Linked DNA regions of Sus scrofa: regions 1 and 2 are each linked to region 3. A link is a contact called in public HiChIP or PLAC-seq data. All regions are on one chromosome and are shown on one strand. Each heading gives the region's core, a stretch centred on a gene start, on an enhancer-like site or on the middle of the called end of the contact. The rest is flanking DNA. Distances are from core to core; before and after follow the strand shown.

Region 1 (3,442 bases), core at 402-2,901, 380 kb before region 3:
CTCCAGGGACTGTTTGAGGATTTTACAAGATGGTGAATGGAACAGTTGTTTTCAACTGTAAAATCTGTGAGCTGTCGCATAAGCCTTAATGGTTCCCACTAGTGAGAGTGCCCAGGTCCTGAGTGAGAGTTGTACGCTTATTACATATTGATTATGTTTTAGGTAAGAAATATCATGTTCTGTTTCATCTTTTGCTTCTCTATTTTCTGTGAGATTTTGTTTTTTGCCCTCTTCAATTTTGCTAACTATGAGGCAATTCATGGATTTAACTGGACAGATTGATAAGGGATTATATTACAAATTGGGACCATGACCTTGGAAAAATAATCTGTTTGAGGATTGGAGGTTATTATATTTTTTCGTTTAACTGAATTTTAATGAGTTATTTCAATAAAATATTCAAGAGTTAGAAAGGCAGTTAAGAATCCCCAACTGTGCATCCTCTGAAGTTCAAATGTTTTCAGATTCGGGCTCAGATTATAACTAGTCACAGCCATTTGTGCCTAGTCAGGGATTGTCATTCCTGACAGACATAAATTATATAAAGCCTACAAGTTATCCACTCAATGTGCTGAACACAAAGCTCCCATAAAAATGAACAATACATGTATCATATGAAACACGATAAAGGATGATACACTCCACTGGGATGTTTTGATAAAGCTAGTTTGGAGAAATCAGTTTTGCCAACCCTCAGTTAGCAAAGATCTATGATTCAAAACAGGATTTCCTGTATGCTACCAGAAACATCCGTGACTCTTGTTTTTTTTTTTTTTTTTTTTTTTTTTCTTGGCCGGTTCTGCTAAATTTCCCCATTTGGAACTTTCAGTCTCTTGCACACATTTTTCCCAAGCCCCGCATATAGTATGTGGGGCTCTGCCTTGCAGAATGGCACCTCGCCAAAAGGAAGAGTGAAGGCCTGATATCTAACCATGTGCCCTCTCAAGTTTGTGTGTATTCAGAAAAAGGGGTACTTCTTCCTAATTTGTATAAAGTTGCATGGCTAACAGAGGCTCTACTGGCCTCTCAATGTCTTTTCTTATCTGTGTTCTCCCCCATACCCTATTTTTCTCTGTCTGGTCACCCTCTTAACATCTATGCCTCTCCAGCTGTCCACAGGCCATTCCGAAGCTCCCTCACCTTCTTGTTTCCAAGGAACCACTTCTAACTCCAATATCTTTTATAAGATCTATTCACATGTATTCTTAATAGCATCATTCAAAATGCATGAGGGAAAACAAACTTCACTGGCTCAATGTGTTGATTTTCATAACTATAAAAGGGGAAAGCTAGGTTGAGCTGAAATGTAAAATTATCAAGAGCAAAACAGGAAACAAATGTTTGCTCAGCCAACCATTTCCTACTGAGGGCTCTCGGTGGAACGTGGTCTATGAAGAGTTGGCTGTTCAGCCTTAAACAGATTGAAGTGATCCGTGGCAGGGGGAAGAACACCAAAGCCAAGGGCTGCCTGGAAGCGCGGGGGAGCGCCAGACCCCTGAGCTGCTGCAGAAAGGCTGACTGTGAGGGCCCGCATCTGTGTTGAAGGGAAGTCTTTGAAAGCTATCTTTTTAACAGGATGATTGTGAAAGCTACGAAGAGGAAAAAAAAAAAAAAAAAAAAAAAAAGGCAGCACAAAACTGCCACTTGAGCATTGCTTCCTGTCCATGTCGCTCTAGCTCTTTGCTGACGGATATTCTTAGGCCTTCTTTGGCTTCAAAGGTTTCCTCTTTTCTATTTTTGGTAGCAGAACGTGGATTTAGATCTGCCTTACCCCTCTCGACTACTAGTCTGTGCCCCCAAAGAGAGTAGGGCTGCTGTTTTCTGTTAGAGATCAGTTCTCTTTCTTTTCAGCACCTCCAAATGATTTTTAATATTAAGGACATAGATTTATGGGAAGGAGTCATTGAGTTTTCAAACTGATTTGTAGTCTCCTAATTTGCACATTCCTTTCTCTAACAGGGGCATCTCAGAGATCATCTCCAGTAACAGGGGCTTGACTTCTGTGATGAGTGAGAGAATCCAGGTTGGGGAAACAGCCCCAGAACGACCAAAAAGTAAGCAAGGATGATTTGCATTGGAGTAACATGGAATTGATTAAGCACAATCCCATTTGGGAAAGAAAGAACTGATGCCTCTGTAATCTAAGATTAGCTTAATTTACACGGACTACAACAAAAACTGCAAGTTTTTGGAGTGCTCTGTAATGCTGAGGACCCTGACCTGTGGAAAGGAAAACACATTATGTCAAAGCAGCATTTCTAATTTCATGGGTGTTTAGTTTCATGCCCTCTATTTCTCAAGTCACTTCTGTTTTTCCTGATTTCATGACCACCCACCCAACTCTGCTGGCCCACGAATAATAACAACCTTGCACGAGTTGTCTTTTATGTCCATAAAACCCAACTTTCTTTTTTTTTTTTTTAATTTTTAAAGAAGTATTTAGTCCTCCCATAAAAATATGGGGCCGCCCACTTGGCTGAAGGCAGAGCTGGGGCCCAAGAATGCTGCCCTGCAGCCCAGCTGCCTCTGCCCACGTGGTCTTCAGCAGGGTCCCTCTCAGGGCTTTAAAAGGGTGACAATCTTATGCTTGAAGAGGATTATCCTGGCAAGTTGTAAACTGAAGAATCAGGCGGGTCTCCCCACCACCCCCAAGGTTATCCACATGCATCTGCATCTGGTTTGACCTTCACAACCCTCTAGAAACCATGAACCCACACCCCATGAATATTCTCCTTGTGCCATTGGTTTTATTTTGTTTTGCAAAGAGCAAAACGAACAGAACATTTTGGGATTGAGGGGGAGGGGTGGCATTTGGAGAATTAATTCTAGGCACTTTGCAAATGGATAACTGACAAGGAAAAAGCCCCTAGTCTAGGTCACAGTAGTGGGTTTCCAGTACTGGAGAAGGTGTCTTTAAATATATTTTACATAATGGGTTTGAGCAGCAGGCAGCATTATCTGCTAAGTGGCTGTAGTGACAGTGAGCTAAAAAGCTACATAATGGAGTTAAAAAGAAAGCCTCCCTTAACTTTTTTTTCCAGAGCATTTTTACCCTGCGGAATTTTTTAGGGGTTATTTTAAATGTGTCCCAATGTCAGACTTGTTCAGAAAGAGCGTTTGTGTCTCCCAAGAGAATGATGATTTGCGCTCCCTCCCTCTCTCAGCAAAATGTTAACTTTTAATAGACTATCTAGCCTTTTCTGTATAGAGTGTGTCCTCCCTCAGAATTCCTATGCAAATATTCAAACTCTGGGACTGGGAGAAGGTTAAAAGGAATTGAAGAAGTCTATAGTGGCTCTTTCTGAGATGCACTCCAACACTTGGCAGGATGAGGTGTTCATAGCAGGTGCTGGATTTGCTATAAATGGACAATTTATAAACAGAGCTGACAACTGGGAAAACAGAGCGGTGGGGAATGCTGGCATTCCAGGGGCCAGCGGTT
Region 2 (3,621 bases), core at 608-3,107, 490 kb before region 3:
ATGCTGCTGCTGCTACTCTTTTTTGTTTTGTTTTTGTCTTTTTAGGGCTGCCCCCATAGCATATGACAGTTCCCAGGCTAGTGGTCGAACTGGAGCTATAGCCACCAGCCTACACCACAGCCAGAGCAACAGGGGTTCTGAGCCTCGTCTACAACCTACACCGAAGCCTATAGCAATGCCGGTTCCTTAATCCACTGAGCAAGGCCAGGGATCGAACCCGTGTCCTCATGGATACTAGTCAGGTTCATTACCACCGAGCCACAGCAGAACTCCAAATAGGATGTATCTTTTACTCCCAGGTCACGTTTTCTTATTCAGCATTTTATGGTAAATTTATCTGTAAATTCTTAACCTTTGGCAGCTTTTCTACAGTGTAAATTAGTTCTCAAGTTTTTTTTTTTTTTTTTTTTTTTTTGTCTTTCACAAGAAAAGTATTCTAGTGGTGGTATAGGAAACAACTTTATTGGGATATAATTCACAGACCATACAATTCACCCATTTAAAGTGTACTATTCAGTAGTCTTTACTATACCCATGGAGTTGGGGCCAGGGATCAAGCCTGTGTCCTCAAGAATGCTAGTCAGATTCGTTTCTGCTGAGCCACAATGAGAACTCCTGCTGCTGCTACTCTTTATGAAGCCTCCTCTGTACTGGGTACTACGCTAGGTGCCATCCATACAAGTAGTTCCAAGTTTCACAAAAGCCTACAAGGTAAGACACACTGTCTCTGTTGGGCAGGCAAAGAAACTCTTGCAGAAAGATTAAGGAACCTGCCTAAGGACCCATAGCGAGTGGGAATTCTGAGTTTCAAAACCAGGTCTCTGCTCCTTTTAGTCTATGTTCTTCATACTTTCTTTTAACATCATGTTAGTTGAAAAAACAGATGAAAATAGCAAAATACAACTACTGTTTCTAGTTTCAAGGAGGTAACAATGTTGACTAGAGACATCTGGAATGTGAAGACTGGCTGCTCATCAAGGCTACTCATTGACTCTGGGGTGCAAAGACAGAGGTAAGAAGAAAGAGGTGGCTCCAACTATGCCTTTAATATTCATTTGTTTAAAGTGCACACACACCCAACTGCAGCAACTATGGTAAAATATTAACATTTGTTAAACACATGCAAAGGTTTTATGCTGTTCACTAGACTATTCTCTAATATTTTCCCTCTGTGTTTTTCTGTATGGTTGAAATATTTCCTTAAAAATAAACATGTGCTGGGAGTTCTCTTGTCACAGCGGGTTAGGGATCTAGTGCTGTCACCACAGCTGCTTGGGCTGCTGCTGTTGTGCAGGTTCCATTCCTGGCCCACAAACTTCCACATGCCGCAGGTGTGGCCAAAAAAAAAAAAAAAAAAAAAAAGTGCTACTGAATAAATACTTGTGGGAGGCTTTATGGAACCAAAGAAAGATAATAGGATTAGGGAGTCTGGAGATTCAGAGCCCAGTCGTAACTAGTCATTAACCAGCTGTAACCTTTCTAGAGTTTAAGAATTTACCAACTAAGATCAGACCACAAGATGGTATTTCAGGGCCATCCAGAATGAACATTATTATTTTTTTATTAATGCTTCTACGTAAAAGCTACAGTCCCACAAGAGAAACATAATGTCAAAAATACAAAGCTCAACGGGATCCACAAACTCTAATTACTAAATCTGCAGAGTACCTCCCAATAGTCTCTTTGCATAAAATATTCTTTGTACATCTATAATCCAGTGACTTCCAGTTTTAAAATGTGAGAATCCTTTCTCATCTGTCTACAACAGCAAATGTAAATCACTTTAGCATACAGTTCACCTCCTTTAAAAAAAAAAAAATCACTCTCTACTTACACAGTCCTATGAGCAAGGGAAAAAGCTAGAGACAATCGATGCCTATCAATGTATTAAGCCACAAATGTGCTAATAAACTACAAATAGCAGCCATGTGAAAATTCCCAAATAAAGTCTACCAAAAGGTACCACAGGGTTTACTCTGAAGTAGGTATTTGGATTTGCAGCTTGACCTCAGGAATCTCCTCAAGTGACCTATGGCCAAGTTGTGATCAAACAATCTCTGTACTAATATCCTCTAGGAGACTGAGGTCTCCCCAGTAGCTTTTGACCAGTGTCATATGTTCCTTAATTCCCTTTAATTATTTGTTAGAAAAATTTCTTTCCAACCATTTGCTCACCATTCCTATTCACTGAATGTCCATATACTCATCTCAAGACAAAACAAACAAAAACCTCAGCCAGTGAATACATTTAAAAAATGAGGAGGTGTTTTGTTTTGTTTTGTTTTGGCTGCACCCACGCATGTGGAAGTTCCCCAGGCCATGGATCAGACCTGGGCCATGGCAGCGACCCAAGGGGCTACAGTGACAGCACTGGATCCTGAACCTGCTGCACCACAAGGGAACTTCCAGGGGAAGGTTTTGAAACTTGCAAAGCGCTGATTCATGCTTATGTTTAGGTTTTGCTTCCATGACTGTCTTTGGAGACACAAAGTCCCTCTAAGAATACTAGCCACCCTAGCCTATCTACTGGAGATGGGATCAGGTGTGACTCTAACTCCACTGTCTGGCATAAATTACCAATGGGAATTAACTATAGCACACAGTTGGAGAAAGTGATACAAAGTGACAGAACATTCTAGGAATAGAATGGGAAGGAAGAAAAAAAAAGACTTCATTCAGTAGGTGGCACTCTTTCCTTAAAAATGTAACTTAGGCAACTATTACCATCAAAGATGTCATCTGCTCACTAATCACTTGAAAGAAGAGAAGGCACATTAATTCTGATAGCCTGTCCCAAATATAGCCTGAATCATTACCTTCAGTCTATCTAAATAATGTGTTCTCATTTCAGTGGAATCTGTAGGTGTTCATAAATATGCCATTTTTTTTTTCCACTGTAGCAAAAGCTACAATTTAGAAGAACCAAATAATTGCATTTATTTTAAACTGGCAGGTTGTGACTTATAATTTAGCATGATAATGCTTCAAAAGACAGTTTCACCCTAACATTTTTCTAATCCTAATGAATTCAACTATAAAAGCATAATCTGAATGCAAATGTGGCAAAGAACTAACTTGCAATATATAAATTGTATTATTGTTTTAGTTTTGTTTTAAAACATGACAGCAACTCTTCTTTTTTTTTCAGTAACTTTAAATAAGCATGCATGTGAAATTCTTTTTAACCAAATAACTGACTAAATGCATTAGCATTCTGGCTCAATCTCAAACTTTCAACTGAAAAACAGAAACAAAGCTGGCAATTAATAAAATGTGAGTTTAGTATACAGAAGAAGCAAAAAATAAAATTTGTCTAGTTTTCCTTAGATAGATCTCTTGGTCTCAATACCATGTAGTTCCACCTAATCACTCAAGTTCTAAGTTTCCCTTTCCTTGGAAAACCTATCCCAGAAGTTTCCTTCAGCCTCCCTCACAGGACAAAGCCCCTCTAACTCAGTGTGTGTGTGGCAGGAGCAGCTGGGGGTGGGGTCCTTCTTCTGTCCCAACTCAGCAAACAGCACTCTGTTATAATGGCTTCTTATTTATCTGTTGCCAACATTTGACTGTGAGATCCTTGAGGGCAGAAATGAGTCTTAATTGTATGTTCCCTGCCCTAGCATA
Region 3 (3,170 bases), core at 10-2,509:
GGATCCCACGTTGCTGTGGCTCTGGCGTAGGCCAGTGGCTGTGGCTCCATTAGACCCCTAGCCTGGGAACCTCCATATGCCGCGGGAGCGGCTCTAGAAAAGGCAAGGGGGTTGGATGAGGTAATCTTCAAAGCCCCATCCTCAGAAATTCTCTAATTTGCTGCATCTCTGTTTAGTGCACAGTTCCACAAATGAATCATCATTTTTAATATGCATTTGTTAAAGACATGAAGATGGCCAGTACAAGTGAGGTAAGACTAACTAAATGAACACCTCAGCTACCATATTGGAGTTACCCCTGAATTTATCTTTCAGTTGGCCTGTGCAGATAATAAACAAAGAAATAAATATCAGTGGCCTGAGTTTTACATGATTAGCATTTTGCCATTCCCAGAGCTACCATATGGATCAAATTCAGTTGGTATCCCAAGGACTCCAGGGCTGCCTTAGAAAAATAATCTGGCATACCAACATCTAAGAAGTCTGCAGAAGCCAGACTCCAGGAAATAGGCACTTTGACAGAGTTACAAGCATGGATGCCTAAGGGAGGAGAAGCCTGGAAGCATTGTTTAAAGTAGCTGCTTAGTGATTGAGCATGAAGAAATGCTTTCACTTGACAGGGTGAAATTACCCTACCTAGAAATGTCTGGGTGGCATTTGAAGCTGACAGACAGTAACGAGTGCTGGTTAGAAAAAAAAAAAAAATGGTATTTTCATGCTCTAGTAATTGCTAGAGACACATCTTCATTCTATATTTATATATTTACACCTATATTAAGAAAGTAAAAAAAAAGAAACAAGGAAAGAGGAAGGACAGGAGGGAGGGAGGAGGGAGAGTTTCTACCATGTTCCCTGTTTCCAAAGACTCCTGTATTGTTTAAAAAGCTAAGAGTTGTTGATCTAGTATGTGCATGCCAGGCTTAGTGCCAAGTGCCTTTACATGTCCTAGCTCATTTCACCTTTACAACAACTATTTGAGGTCGATTGCATTTTTCCCACTTCTTAATATGCTGAAACCAGGGAAATCCCAGGCAAACAGGTACAAGTTAGTTATCCTACAAGAAAGCAAAAATTGAAAGAAACCCTTCTCTACTTGTTTACAAAGCTTGTCCAGATTAAGTGAAGGGACATCACAGTGTATAAAGACAAAAGCTCTGAAAGAACTGGTTCTTTATTTCCGCTGATAGAAGCTAGAAGACCTTGAGCAAGTCACATGACTCACTGGGCATTCCCTTCCTTCCTGAAATGATGAGGGTGGACTGGATAAACAGTTCTCCACCCTGGCTGCTAGACACTAGAATCACCCAAGGAACTATGAAAAAATGCCAGTGCCTAAACCCCACCCTGACCAGTCCCTGACCAACTGAATCTCAGAATATCAAGGGTTGGGATAAAGTATCTAGCTTTACTGAAGAAAATAAAGCATATATGTCCCTACTTCCTCCTAGAGCTAACAGTGTAGTGGGAGAAGAAAAAGGCATATATAAAAAACACTGCAGTAAGTGCTATTAAGGGAAAGGATAGTGTTAGGAGAGAGAAAACTAAAGAGAACATTGACTTAAAATGGGCAGTGTGGGTCTGGGAAGACCGTTCCGTGTGTTGGAAGAACAGGAAGTGGGAGCTGGCCGGGCAGAGTGCAGAGGAAAGAGCTTTCCAGTCAAAGGGAACAAATTTGCTTGGTTAGATGTAAATTAAATTTGACTGTTCCCACACTTTTGTATATATATTCTTATATGTTTGTATATATGAATAACTTGTTTGAAGACCCAGATCCAGAGAAGAGAGGTGCAAAGGAGAGTACAGACCGATGGTCAGAGTGGCACAAGGTTGGCTGGGGGAGGTCAGCAGAGCCAGAACATGTCATGTGGAGGATTTTAGATTTTTATCGTTAAGTACAATGGCAATAGCAAGCCAGTAACATTCAGATTTGTCTTTTTAAAAGATCACTTGTGTTTATGTGTGGAGAATGCTTTGGTTAGGGCTAAAGGAAAAAGAGGAAAACAGAGTTATTGCAATAATTTGAGTGAAGCTTTTGTTCCTTGGTGATGCCAAGTTTTAGCACAATTCTGGGTACCTGTGGAGACGAAATTAAGAACAGAAGTACAGGACACAAGAAGTTTGACAGAATGCAAGTGACATAACTCATTAAAAATCAGGAAATTGCTTTTTACTGAATTTAGATGACTGCCTTTGGCTTAATCCATGCTATTCTAATTGGCCTGGGTTTATCCTGTCCCACAAAAGCTCACTGAATCACCCTGCCCCCGTTCCTAGTTGCTCTCCCATTGTGTCCCTTTTTCCTCGTCATTGTTTATGTGTCTGTGCCAAGCCTTAGGATGGCATTCTGCCTTGGAGATCCCACTTTCATCCTTGCAAGTGTTCGCATTGTGCACCAGAGCGTGGTTGGAGGAAGACTCTAATTGCACCAGAGTTTGACCAGGCACTGATTTTTTAGCTTTTTGTCCCCTGGTTGCTTGGCTAGTCCACTGGCTTCAGTCCATTTCCTAATGGAGAGGTGTCACCTTTACAAAAGCATCACCTCAATTGGCACTAATTACTACCTTTCAGAACCATCATCACTCAAAGGCTCAGGACTGAAAGGTCAGCAGGAAAATGAACTTCCACTCACACCTTCTGGGGTGGTCCCTGGCTTCTGACCATGCAGAGGACAAGGGCTAATGGATAACAGACCTTTGTGCCTTTCTGCTCTTAGACCAGATGTTACTTGAGAAATCACCCTTAAGACATGAATCCTCAGCTCCTGAGATGACTGAACTCACAGAAGAGCTCAGTCTTGTTAAAGTTCTATTCCTGTCTCAGTTTCCCATGAGTCCTGGTCTCTCCACCCCTAACCCTCACCCCCAACCTCCAGAGGGTTCCAACTGCATACAGTCCTGGTAAAGGAGGTGGCAGAAGCATGCCCATGCCCCTCCTGGTGTGTTCATGGCACACCTGTTCTCCTCCAGGCAGTGGTTCAGATATGACCCAAAGGTAAGAAGTGAAAATAACTTAGTCAAAGATAGCTTTTCAGTATAGAAAGTACATTCATTTATGTCCTTTGATCCTCAGGACACCTTGGTGAGAGTGACAGGGCAGGCATGGTTATTAGCTCTGTTTTCCAGACGAAGGGATAAAGGCCAGAGAGGATGGTCACTTGCACAAGGTCCCAT

The links. HiChIP or PLAC-seq counts read pairs in DNA pulled down with a chosen protein or histone mark.
Region 1: an H3K27ac HiChIP or PLAC-seq map of alveolar macrophages shows a contact between it and region 3. The contact joins two enhancer-like sites. A contact is called at or near these places in 1 of 47 Hi-C or Micro-C datasets (epiblast stem cells) and 1 of 2 datasets of contacts at active chromatin or transcription factors (alveolar macrophages).
Region 2: a contact with region 3 is called in an H3K27ac HiChIP or PLAC-seq map of alveolar macrophages. The contact joins two enhancer-like sites. A contact is called at or near these places in 4 of 47 Hi-C or Micro-C datasets (alveolar macrophages, blood, embryonic fibroblasts and 1 more) and 1 of 2 datasets of contacts at active chromatin or transcription factors (alveolar macrophages).

What each region holds. Positions count from the first base shown.
Region 1 is chr16:35,794,005-35,797,446 of Sscrofa11.1, reverse strand. No RefSeq gene overlaps it. Among named protein-coding and RNA genes, the nearest start is that of MAP3K1, 77 kb to the left of the region's middle. Within about 2 kb of position 1,651, at least 34 of the 83 cell types and tissues checked have an H3K27ac peak or open chromatin away from gene starts, as enhancers often do. A contact at or near this core is called in alveolar macrophages, where this site is marked.
Region 2 is chr16:35,895,772-35,899,392 of Sscrofa11.1, reverse strand. The region is part of intron 1 of MAP3K1 (mitogen-activated protein kinase kinase kinase 1); the gene reads right to left. Among named protein-coding and RNA genes, the nearest start is that of MAP3K1, 25 kb to the right of the region's middle. Within about 2 kb of position 1,857, at least 15 of the 83 cell types and tissues checked have an H3K27ac peak or open chromatin away from gene starts, as enhancers often do. A contact at or near this core is called in alveolar macrophages, where this site is marked.
Region 3 is chr16:35,410,545-35,413,714 of Sscrofa11.1, reverse strand. All of the region lies in intron 4 of ANKRD55 (ankyrin repeat domain-containing protein 55), which reads left to right. Among named protein-coding and RNA genes, the nearest start is that of ANKRD55, 250 kb to the left of the region's middle. Within about 2 kb of position 1,259, at least 7 of the 83 cell types and tissues checked have an H3K27ac peak or open chromatin away from gene starts, as enhancers often do. A contact at or near this core is called in alveolar macrophages, where this site is marked.